3 separate regions of the Sus scrofa genome follow, and regions 1 and 2 are each linked to region 3. Evidence: chromatin contacts called from public Hi-C and promoter capture Hi-C data. All regions are on one chromosome and are shown on one strand. The core of a region is the stretch at or near the end of the contact, and the rest is flanking DNA. Distances in the headings are between cores, read along the strand shown.

Region 1 (3,684 bases), core at 465-2,964, 42 kb before region 3:
ATCCCTGGACGGTCACTAATTACAAAGCATTTAGTAATCAAAAAATCAAAATGACCTCATTTATCTTAAGGCAATCTTTGTTACAATAAAGTCATCTCCAGATACTGACTAGGACTACAAAGAGCACTTGAAAGAGGTTCCCATGTATAATTCACCCACTCTCTGAATAGAAGGACCTTGTCATTTTTCAGGAAAATGGACTCAGACCCAGGAAGATGGGGTGATTGACTTGAGGTCACTGAGAAGGTCAGATGACCCAGGAATAAACTCTCTGTCCACTGAGAATTACCAGAATGAGTTTTAGATGACCACACCTTCTGGGTGCCGTTCAGTTGTTTAGAATGTTGAGTGTTCTCTGATCTTCATTTAAAAGGAGCTTCGGGGGAGTTCCCATCATGGCTCTGTGGTTGATGAATCCGACTAGGAACCATGAGGTTGCAGGTTCGATCCCTGGCCTTGCTCAGTGGGTTAAGGATCCAGCGTTACTGTGAGCTGTGGTGTAGGCTGCAGACACGGTTTGGATCCCACGTTGCTGTGGCTCTGGCATAGGCCGGCAGCAACAGCTCCAATTCGACCCCTAGCCTGGGAACCTCCATATGCCGTGGGAGCTGCCCAAGAAATGGCAAAAAGACAAAAAAAAAAAAAAAAAAGGAGATTTGGGAGTCCAGGGGATGGCCAGCTCATAGCACATCAATATGTTAAAATGTTTCCTTATCTGATTTTGGTATGAGACACACTTTCCCACTAAATCTTAATCTCTGGTATAAAAGCAGAACAAATACCTGGCCATGCTTACAGATTTTTCTAGAAGATTCTCACATTACTCAATAGCTGTGTACCCTAAAGAATAATTCATAGCCTTATACCTTCATTTTGTCTTTTTGTGTCACACTAGTTCCCTGTATGTACTGTCCTTTCTTTAACTTCTAATATCAACCTATTGTAATCCTACCAGCTCTTCTAGCCAAGTCTCTGCTCCTTCAAGAAATTTCCCTGATTATTTCCATGTAAAGAGTTCTCTTCCTTATTGGACCAACTCTATCTCACAATTTGTTTCACTCTATGGCTCTTGAGTCTGTTTTATAAGTACTTATGTGTATGCAGGAGTGTCACACATATTTTTATTCTTTAATGCCCCAAAACATTGTTACTTAAATTAATGAATAGATACATTTGATTTTCTATAATAGAATGACATTTTTTAAAAAGCTCTTTACTCTTGAAAACTCTAAGGTAAATGTTTTTGTAATATTCAAACTCTTTCATAAACTTTTCTTGTTTTTTTGCTTGTTTGTTTTTGCTTTTGGTTGTGATTTCAGATTTTTGTTAAGTTATTACACTCTCAAAGGCAGGACCCTGGCAGAGGTTATACTTGTGCAGTGTTGATACGCTTCTCCTTTAAGAAAATTAAATTCACTAATCACATTCATTTCTAAAGCCCTTTGAAAATGTGTCATGCTTAAGGGTGGCCACATTCCAGAGAACAGAATGTGTGCTACAAAACGAAAGGAGGCCGGGGGTGGGGAGGAAACCCTTTCAAGACAAGAGAACTGAGCATGTGCAAAGCTCTGCTCTAAGCCAAGGAGGGCAGAGCAGTGTAGTTTTGGAAATACGGAGGGGAATGAAAAGAGAAAGGGAATATAAGGGAGAGAGGGGAGTCTGACCACATCCAAGACATCCTCCTAGAATCTGCCAATGGAGAGTGGCACTCAAGGAAGGGCGCCCTTAGAGCACAGCTGACTTCCAGGCCTCTTCTGGCATCTCTGTAGCAGCGCCCACCCTTTGGGGATGCTCAGACCAAGCTCTGGTTCCTCACTCTCTGTGACTTCTGAGAGTCCATCCTTTTCCCTGACATGTGATCTGTTACCCTGCCCCAGAGTTGTAGTTTTGGATTTTTGAGAAGTAGTGTGATATGATGGAGTCCAATGGACTTGGAAATCTCCTAGCTCTGCTTCTTAGAAGCTGACATGTTATCCAATATCTCATAGCCTCAATTTTCTCATCTATAAATCAGGGATATTTATACCCACAATGCATGTATTATTGTGGATTACAGGTATCATAGGATTGCTGTGAAAGTTACACTTCAGTAAGTACTGGATAGTAGCAGCTATGAAAAGCAGTGTAGTATGGTGGTTAAAAGCATGGAGTCTGGACCTTCTGGGTTTGAGTGCTTGTTTCATTACCTACTCTCTGTATGATTTGTGTTCTCTGTGCTTCAGCTTCCAAATCTATCAAATGGGGATAGTAATAGCATAGTTTCTATCTCACAGAATTGATGAAAGGATACAATATAACACAGTGTTAGTCACATGAAAAGCATTCACAAGATCAAAGTAATAGTAGTGGTTGTTTTTGTTGCTGCTGTCGTTGATGCAGTGGAGGGCAATGGTTAACACTGTGTACTCTAGTGCTGAGCTACCTGGGTTCAGGTCCTCGTTCTACACTTTACCTGCTGCAGGATCCCAGAGTCTTCGTTCCCTCATCCGTAAATTAGGAAAAATGATAGTATCTACTTCATAAGATGAAATAAATTTCTCTGTACAAAATGCCGAGTGCTGGTCCTTAGTAAACGACAAACATGAATGGCTTCTACTGTTCAGCACAGGGAACTGCATGTGTGTGAATGAGTCACTTTGCTGGACAACAAAAATTGAAGAAACATTGTAAATCAACTATACTTTAATAATAATAATAAAACAAACAACGTGAGCCATCATTAGCACACATTCCAAGCAGCCATAGCTCCAGTTTTTATGCATGTCTGTGGGTAATTTTAAAACTCAATATTTCGTACAATTAAAGTTTATGTGTTCCGTGGTAATTAACCTGAACTACTAGTTCCCTTGGAAATAAGCCAGGCTTCTAACCATAAAAGATTTTCTACTGGGTCCCAGCTGACCACCTTTTCCGTGTCTATGTGTATAGCAGATGGTGAGCTGCATTTTTTTTAAACTCTTCCTTCCAAAGAGAAGACTGTCAAGTTCTCAGAAAAATTAAATGCCCCCATTACAAAAGAGAGCCATGGTCTCAGCCCTCTCACTCCACACCTTAATGACTGGCACTGTGGAGTCCCACATAAAGGGAGAGACCTCATAATTAGGCATGTTGGAGAATCTCTTTGTGTGCTGCAGACTGTGGTTTTCAGCAATACACCAAAAGCCAGCCACTTCCACTCACATTTTTACTTTGCTCTCCGGCTGTACGGCAGTAACAGTACAAGTTATTCGTTCAGATACCGGAAAGGCTGACAGTCCAGGAAACCTTTTTTTTTTTTCCTTTTCTTCAGCCAATAATCTTGTGGCCTGGTGATGTCACTCAACAATTATGCAATATGACTTAACTGTTGGATAGGTGACAGGAATTCCACTGACACCAAGATCACAATGAAACTGTTTAGCTACTAAATTAGTCATATTGTACATTAGCGATAAGTCACTTTTAAACTGTGATTAACTGCCAGTTCAAACAGCACTATTGTCTACTGAGGGAAGTCAGAGCCCCATCACTCACAGTTTAAATGATCACATCCAGTTATGCTGGCTTCTGAATAATGCAAATGAGGTGCTTACTGAACTTCGAGACATCAGAAGCCACTTAAAAAGGAACACATTGTGAAAAGAACATGCTTTCTATCCTCTTTTTTGGGGGAAAAATTTATACACTATTTCCCTGACCATGTCC
Region 2 (3,637 bases), core at 226-2,725, 44 kb after region 3:
CATTTTTAGTGCTAATGATGTTATTATAGAGCTTAATGCAAGGAGACAAGGGGATGAAGATTGTAAATGATTTACTGAGGAATGGTCTCCAAGAAAGATTATAGCTTCTGCTTGTGAGTTTATGAAGAATTGGTTTTACCTGGTTTGGGTAAGGAGGCTTGACCATAAGTAAATGAAATTTCCTAAGTCAGTCAAAGAAGTTCTTATCACAAAACATTTTATTTTGTAATTTGGGAAATTCCTGTAGTGGATTTTTAATTATGTTGTGACTTAACAGAAAAAAAATTAGAAGGGTTTTTGAGAAAGCAAGGAAAAAATTTCTTATAATATCCTGAATATAGATCCATATAATCTTAAGACAGCTTCAGGTTTCTAAAAAACCCGAACAGGAGTTCCCATCGTGGCGCAGTGGTTAACGGATCCGACTAGGAACCATGAGGTTGCGGGTTCGGTCCCTGCCCTTGCTCAGTGGGTTGACGATCCGGCGTTGCCATGAGCTGTGGTGTAGGTTGCAGATGCGGCTCGGATCCCGCGTTGCTGTGGCTCTGGTGTAGGCCGGTGGCTACAGCTCCGATTGGACCCCTAGCCTGGGAACCTCCATATGCCGTGGGAGCAGCCCAAGAAATGGCAAAAAGACAAAAAAAAAAAAAAACCTGAACATTTTAGTCCTTAGCAAATAGGTAAACTATACTGGCTGTCTAAAGATCACTGAGCAAGTGCCTTTTCCAAGAAGTTACCTCCCTTGTTTTCAGAGCTGAACCTCTTCTAGGAATGTGCTAGATAAGATAAATGGCATATTATGAACATAGTTTAATCTTTGGGTCCACGCTTATGGTTTCACAACTAACATTTGGTCCTTAGTTAAAGCACTTTTTCATAATGTACACAACTCTGTATTTCTTTTAGGTCATTATAGTTGCTCTCTTCCTTTCACAGCCTTACTGTTATGATAGGAAAAGCATGTATTTTGACATTAATTAAGTTAGGTTTCAATCCTGTCCCTAAGGTGTGTCTTTGAGTAAGTTACTTGGCTTCAGTTTCCTCCACTGTGAGATGAAGAGTGTTGGTCAGACTTGCAGTAGGGACTCACTAAAGTAATGTGTGCCCGCCAGGAAGTGTGAGTCATTTGGGTTCTCTACCTTGTTATTTTGACGATTAGTATTTCTATCAAGGCAAAAGCAAGAGAAAGACAAAGTAGTCAAAAATGTACTAGGGAAGAAATTTGCACTGTTTTTATCTTAAACAGTAACCATGATGTCTCTGTCCACATTAATAAACAAAAAAGTTGATTTCTCATAAAGAATTTTTCTTAACTGTGAGATCAAGTTAGCCTAACTTTGCCTTCACTGGTTTTAATTTTTAGAGAGGAAAGACGGGATGATTTGCACAGTCACTGAGCTGAGAGCATGGATGAAACAGTTAGCCTTTTAAGAAGGATGAAAATGTAAGAAACTTGTGAAGCCGGAGCGGAGGTTCCTATCTGGTCTCTTGTCTTCTCAGTGAGGTTGCAAGTAATCTGTTGTGATAAGAGTAAGCAGGCCTGGGAAGAAAAGTTGTGGTGGGAAGCCAATTGGGACGAATTAAAAGATGAACAGCATGGAAATCCAAGCTATCTTGCTATGTTGTTGATACTTTAAATTTTACTTTTCTTATTAATGTGATTGTAATTTATTTAAACACTAAATTAAAGCTCTTTTGTTTCATCTGGTGGCCACAATTCCAGTAAATGAAAATTCATTATATAAAAAGCAGTCTAGTCATTCTTATCCTTTTTTTCCCACAGTTCTATATTTCGGTTTGCTCCCTCCATAACCACAATTTTTTATTCATCTAGTAAATCCTAATCCAGCTACAATTTTATTCTAAAAGAGCGACCCATATTTTATAGAAAGTTTCCTTTTAAAAATTATTCCTTACCTTTGTAGAGCATTCTGTAGTTTACCAGAATAGTTAGAAAGTCTTAGGAAGCCTTCTCTTAAGGAACTTAATTTGATTAACCACCCAGTTATAGTGCGATGAGTGCAATGATAAAAAAGAAAATAAGGCCTAATACTATAACATTAGGTCAAGAAAGCAAATGAAGGAAAATTAATTCATTCTGCTTTGGCTGATCGTTCTCATTTTAAAAGAGCTCAAAGCCCAAACTACTGTGTTGACTCTGAACACAATAAAAAAACTTGTTAACCCTCTGAAACAGTATCCTTAAACCATGTTTTAGGATTCTTGAAATAGAACACCTCTTATTGTTTATATTTAAAACTACCATATTGGTATCTTTATTAAAAATTAGGCTTTTTAAAGCAGTGGTTCTCAAACTTCAGTTTCTCTCAAATTACCTGGAGGAGTTATTAAATTAGATTTCTTGGATCCTGCCTCAAAAGTATCTAATTCAGTAAGTTTGAGTGGACCGGAATATTTGCATTTCTAACAAGTTCCCATATGATACTGATGCTCCTGGTCCAGGGACTACACATTGAGAACTACTGATTATTCAAAATCAGGAAATTTTAATGACTTCCTAGTATGAACCAGTCATTATTATTAATTATTAATATTGTTATATTATTAATAAATAATATTAATCTGATATCATATTGACTCTTTCAGTATGCATTTGAGCTCCCGTGGGCCAGGAACTGTTTTCACTTCTTCACAGAAGTGAGGAAGATAACGCACCTCCCTCAAGGAGCTCAGACTAATAGAGTTAACAGTGCTAGTATTATTTAAAACTCACTTAATCCTCACAGAAGTTTTGTGAATTAGAGTATATAATCCTTATTTTAGCCAAAACAAACTGAGATCTAGAAAGGTTAGATAATTTCCTGGAATTCACACAGCGAGTATATGGAGGAGCCAGAATTTGTTTTCCTGGTTATTCACTACAAAAAGTTTGTGATGATTAGTGGACCACAGAATGGGTAGAATAATTGGTTCTACTTTAGGAGATAAAAAAGCATTGCAGAAGAAATGGCACTGAGCATCTTAAGGAACAAGTAAAAAAGATAGCCAGATGAATTGGAATTATGAAAATTTCCAGCTGAGGGAGCAGTTTCTGCAAAGCCATGGAAACCTAAGAGGACATATGTTCCACAGACTGCAAATAGTTATGTAAGACCATAACACAGTAGGCCAGATGGAGCATGAGAGGAAAGGAGACCATGGAAGAAGAGGTCAAAGTCATGAAGAGTTTTGGTATACTAAGCTAAGAAATTTTTTGAATAGGGTTTTTTTTTTTAATTATTATTACTCTTATAACTTTCGTCTTTGTAAGACAGTGGTTCTCAAAAATATGGTTTGTCAGGCAGCAGAATCAGCATCACCTGGGAACTTGTTAGACAAAATTCCAGGGCCCCACACTAGATCTACTGAATCTGAAACTGAGGTGGAGCCCAGCAGTCTGTGTTTTAACAAGACCTCCATATGACTCTGGTGTATGCTAAAATTTGAGAACCTCTGCAGTAGATTATAGAATTCTTGAATAACAGCCTTCAAAGTAGCCAAAGATCACTATAGTGATAGTAATTGTACCTGTGACTGATTTTATTCTGTTAAAGTACAATGTTTAACAAAATTGAAATAGTAATACCTTTTAAGGGACACATGTCTTTAGCATAATCCATTCACACAATCCGTTCAT
Region 3 (3,733 bases), core at 247-2,746:
GGTAAATCAATCCAAAATCAAATTAAGTTTTTATAAATTCATATTGGATGTAACCAGTTGATCTTATTGATGGAAAACAGTCTCCAGCAATTACTGAAATTACACATTTCAAAATGAAACATTCTATTAGCTATCTCTGCCACAATAGCAGCATAATGTTACACTTTGTTCCTTTATTCCCCCCCCACCCCCTTAAGAAACAGGGATGTTATTATGTGGTCTTATTTCACATCCTGTCTTCAGTCACTTGGGTTTGGAGGGCATGGTTTCTACTGGTAAATGACATATCTCTGTATTTTATTTACAACTGAGGGCCTTAAAAAAAACTGTAAATTTTAATTATCAGAACATTCTTAGGGATAAAAAGTATTTTTATTCTTCAAAAATTAGAGAACTGAGTACAATGATTAACTGATTTATGTCAGTCATCATGAGGAAATTTTGATTTACATCAAGACATCTTAGATTTTACCTAAATGATGTATGTCCAAAGTTCAAGAGTCCCCTTCCTCACCATTTTTTATCTGTTTATAAAAATGGCCCTTACCATTTTCTTCTACCAGAAAGGAACTAAACGGTGATAAATTCTCCACTACTTTCATAGCTACTTCTGGACAGGAAAGGGTGCTTTCTAACGTTTTCTGATTGTTCATGGCCCAATCCAAACCATCTAACACTCTGGCTCCTACTAAGAGTTTTAGAATAAACAAAAGAAAGAACTACAACTATTTAACGCAGTAGGTTCTACATTTATGGAGCCCATAAGCTGATTTCATGCTGAAAGTAAAAACAGTCTCAAGATGTTTAAATGAACTCTTCGATGCTGGAATCACAACAAACTCAAGAAAATTAGGAATATGTTGGTAACCTCTAATCTTTTTTTAAACTGACCTCAGCCTGGGCAAGTAACCATCTTCTGATGCCATTGCCTGAGACAGAATTTCTGGCTGAAAGATCCTTTTTCTGACTCAGTCTGGCTTGCTATTCTTGGTTAATCATCCCCATTTCTCTCAACATTTCACTCCTCTGACTATAATAGATAACATTTATTTTCAGGAAAGACTTTTTAGGTGATTCGGTTCCTCCAGCCGCCTCCCTCTTTATTCTAGTTAAATACCCCAACCCCCATTCCCATCACCTTGTTTCACTAAGATTTTGCTAAACATTAGACACAGTAAGCACATGATCTCCAGTCTTCCAGTGTCTTGGAAAAAACTGATATAAAAACATTCGATTGGCGCGGCTGGAAGTTTCTCTAGGCTTGGAATTTTAGAGTTTTTAGTTGTTCAACTCTTAAAGACCGAAAGAGCAAAATATAAAAAAAATTTTTAAATAAAAAACCGCTCCCCTTTCTTAACCTTTAGCCCCGCCCATTGCCCCCCCAGCCTCCACGCGAAACTGCAGGAAACCGGAGGAGGCGGGGCGGTGACGTCACGACGCCGGTGCGTCACGGAACGGCGGCTGCGGCGCTGGCGGTGGCTGCGGCGCGGCGGCATTTTAGTCGGCAGCAGCGGCGGCAGCAGCGGGGCTGCTGCTACTCCCAGCATCCTTGGCGCGGCCATTTCAGCCCCATCTTGGCCGAGGGGAGGGAGCTGCAGCCGTCGCTTCAGCAGTTTGAATTTCAGTTTCTCCAGGACCTGCGAACTGGGCGCACCGAGGAGAAGCCTAAGAAGCTACCGCCGCTACCTCACACAGCTGGAGCGCCGCCGCTCGCCGGCTAGCCGGCCGCCGCCCCTCACTCTCTCAAGAGCCGCGAGGGGAGGCCGAGACCGCCGCCGCCGCCCGCCTGCGGGGGTGGCTCCCCCTGTGTAAGGGGAGGACCGAGCCGGCTTTCTCCTCCCCCGGAGCGGGTTTCCGCCAGAGACGGTCGACATGTCCCTGGGGTTGAGCTCCGGCTAGAGCCGGGGAGGGAGGGCCGCCCGCCCGCGCCGAAGCTCCGCCGCCCGCCCGCGGCGCCTGGCTGAATCAGGAATCCCGGCTCCGGACTCGCCACTCTTTCTCCGTCCACCCTCGGCGTCCGAGAGCTCGGAGCTGACGCCGGCACTGGCTCTAGGAGCCGGAGCGGGGCAGCACCGCCCCTCACGCCGCCGCCGCCGCCGCCGCCTCCTCCCCTTCGCCCTCCCACTCCCACCCCCAGCCAAGGCCTGCTGACCGCGCCGAGCGCCGAGCTGGACTGACCACGGCAGCCCGGAGACAAGAGGAGGAAGCAGCCGGCCCGCCCCTGGAAACGCGCTCTCGCCGCTACTGGGGGTATTGAATTGAGGCGCCGCGGCTGCGGGAGGCGAGAAGGAAGGAGGAGCCGCCGCGCGAGTGAGACCCGGGCAGAGCCGGAGAAACCGACATCGAGAAGGAAACGGGAGGAGGATGTCTCACCGAGCAGCCGGTGCCCAGATCAGCCCGTGACTCGTAACAGCGTCGGGCCTCAGACCCCGGTGCGGACCCGGACTTTGTCTTTGGGGGCCGGTGCTCTGCCCTTCCTGGTTTCCGGCAAGATCGCAGAGGAGCCGCCGTGCCACTCTGCTCTCCAGCCTTCCTCACCATGTCCAAGATGCCGGCCAAGAAGAAGAGCTGCTTCCAGATAACCAGTGTCACCACGGCCCAGGTGGCCACTAGCATCACTGAGGACACTGAGAGCCTGGACGACCCGGACGAGTCACGCACAGAGGACGTCTCCTCCGAGATATTCGACGTTTCTCGGGCCACGGATTACGGGCCCGAGGAAGTCTGCGAGCGCAGCTCCTCCGAAGAGACGCTCAACAATGTTGGGGATGCGGAGACCCCTGGGACCGTCTCCCCCAACCTCCTCCTGGACGGGCAGCTGGCGGCCGCGGCGACCGCTCCCGCTAACGGAGGAGGAGCCCTTTCGACCCGGAGCGTGGCTGGGGTGCTGGCCAGTACCCTGGCATCGGCCGCCACCTCGGCCCACTCTTCGGGGGCCCCCGGCGTGCCCCCTGTCGCAGGCCCCTCCGCCGGGCCGGGGACTGCCGCCCCATCGCAGCCCCCTACCACTTGTAGCTCCCGTTTTCGCGTGATCAAGCTGGACCACGGCAGCGGGGAGCCTTACAGACGCGGCCGATGGACGTGTATGGAATACTATGAGCGGGATTCCGATAGCAGTGTCCTGACTCGGTCCGGAGATTGTATTAGGCACAGCAATACTTTTGACCAGACTGCGGAACGGGACAGCGGCCTGGGCGCCACCGGAGGATCGGTGGTGGTGGTGGTGGCCTCCATGCCTGGGGCGCACGGGCCCGACTCGGGAACTGACAGTTCCTTGACTGCTGTGTCACAGCTACCCCCGTCGGAGAAAATGAGCCAACCCGCCCCGGCCCCGCCGCAGAGTTTTGGCGTTGGGCAGCCGCAGCCGCAGCCGCAGCCGCCGCCCGTAGGTGGGGCTGTCGCTCCAAGCTCGGCTCCGCTGCCGCCGTTCCCGGGAGCCGCTGCCGGGCCGCCGCAGATGATGGCAGCCCCGCCGCCCAGCCAGCCCCAGGGCGCTGGGCACGGAGCCGTGCCCCTGGGGCCCAACGGACAGGGCCTGCCGCTGACGAATGTAACCCTGGCGCAGCCCGGCCTGACCCTGCCTCCGCAGCCCGGCCCGGCGGTCGGCGCTGCTGCCGCGCAGCCGTCCCAGCAGTTCGCATATCCTCAGCCTCATATTCCGCCGGGCCATCTGCTGCCCGTGCAGCCCGCCGGTCAAAGTGAGTACCTGCAGCCCCACGTGGCCGGCCTGCAG

What was found. Promoter capture Hi-C pulls out the DNA fragments that hold promoters and counts their contacts. Hi-C and Micro-C count contacts between places; a contact is called where the count stands out from the background.
Region 1: a Hi-C map of retroperitoneal adipose tissue shows a contact between it and region 3, with 1.6 times the contacts expected there. The contact joins the enhancer-like site here to the promoter of TSC22D2 in region 3. A contact is called at or near these places in 1 of 5 promoter capture datasets (liver), 5 of 47 Hi-C or Micro-C datasets (heart right ventricle, liver, retroperitoneal adipose tissue and 1 more) and 1 of 2 datasets of contacts at active chromatin or transcription factors (skeletal muscle).
Region 2: a promoter capture Hi-C map of fetal liver shows a contact between it and region 3, with 2.6 times the contacts expected there. The contact joins the enhancer-like site here to the promoter of TSC22D2 in region 3. A contact is called at or near these places in 1 of 5 promoter capture datasets (fetal liver) and 9 of 47 Hi-C or Micro-C datasets (adipocytes, brain, embryonic fibroblasts and 4 more).

What each region holds. Positions count from the first base shown.
Region 1 is chr13:90,596,892-90,600,575 of Sscrofa11.1, forward strand. No RefSeq gene overlaps it. Among named protein-coding and RNA genes, the nearest start is that of TSC22D2, 42 kb to the right of the region's middle. Within about 2 kb of position 1,715, at least 23 of the 83 cell types and tissues checked have an H3K27ac peak or open chromatin away from gene starts, as enhancers often do. A contact at or near this core is called in retroperitoneal adipose tissue, where this site is marked.
Region 2 is chr13:90,683,271-90,686,907 of Sscrofa11.1, forward strand. All of the region lies in intron 1 of TSC22D2 (TSC22 domain family protein 2), which reads left to right. Among named protein-coding and RNA genes, the nearest start is that of TSC22D2, 45 kb to the left of the region's middle. Within about 2 kb of position 1,476, at least 5 of the 83 cell types and tissues checked have an H3K27ac peak or open chromatin away from gene starts, as enhancers often do. A contact at or near this core is called in fetal liver, where this site is marked.
Region 3 is chr13:90,638,999-90,642,731 of Sscrofa11.1, forward strand. It overlaps TSC22D2 (TSC22 domain family protein 2), which reads left to right and starts at 1,497. Exons shown (of 3, transcript XM_005652407.3): 1 at 1,497-3,733. The coding sequence starts at 2,540.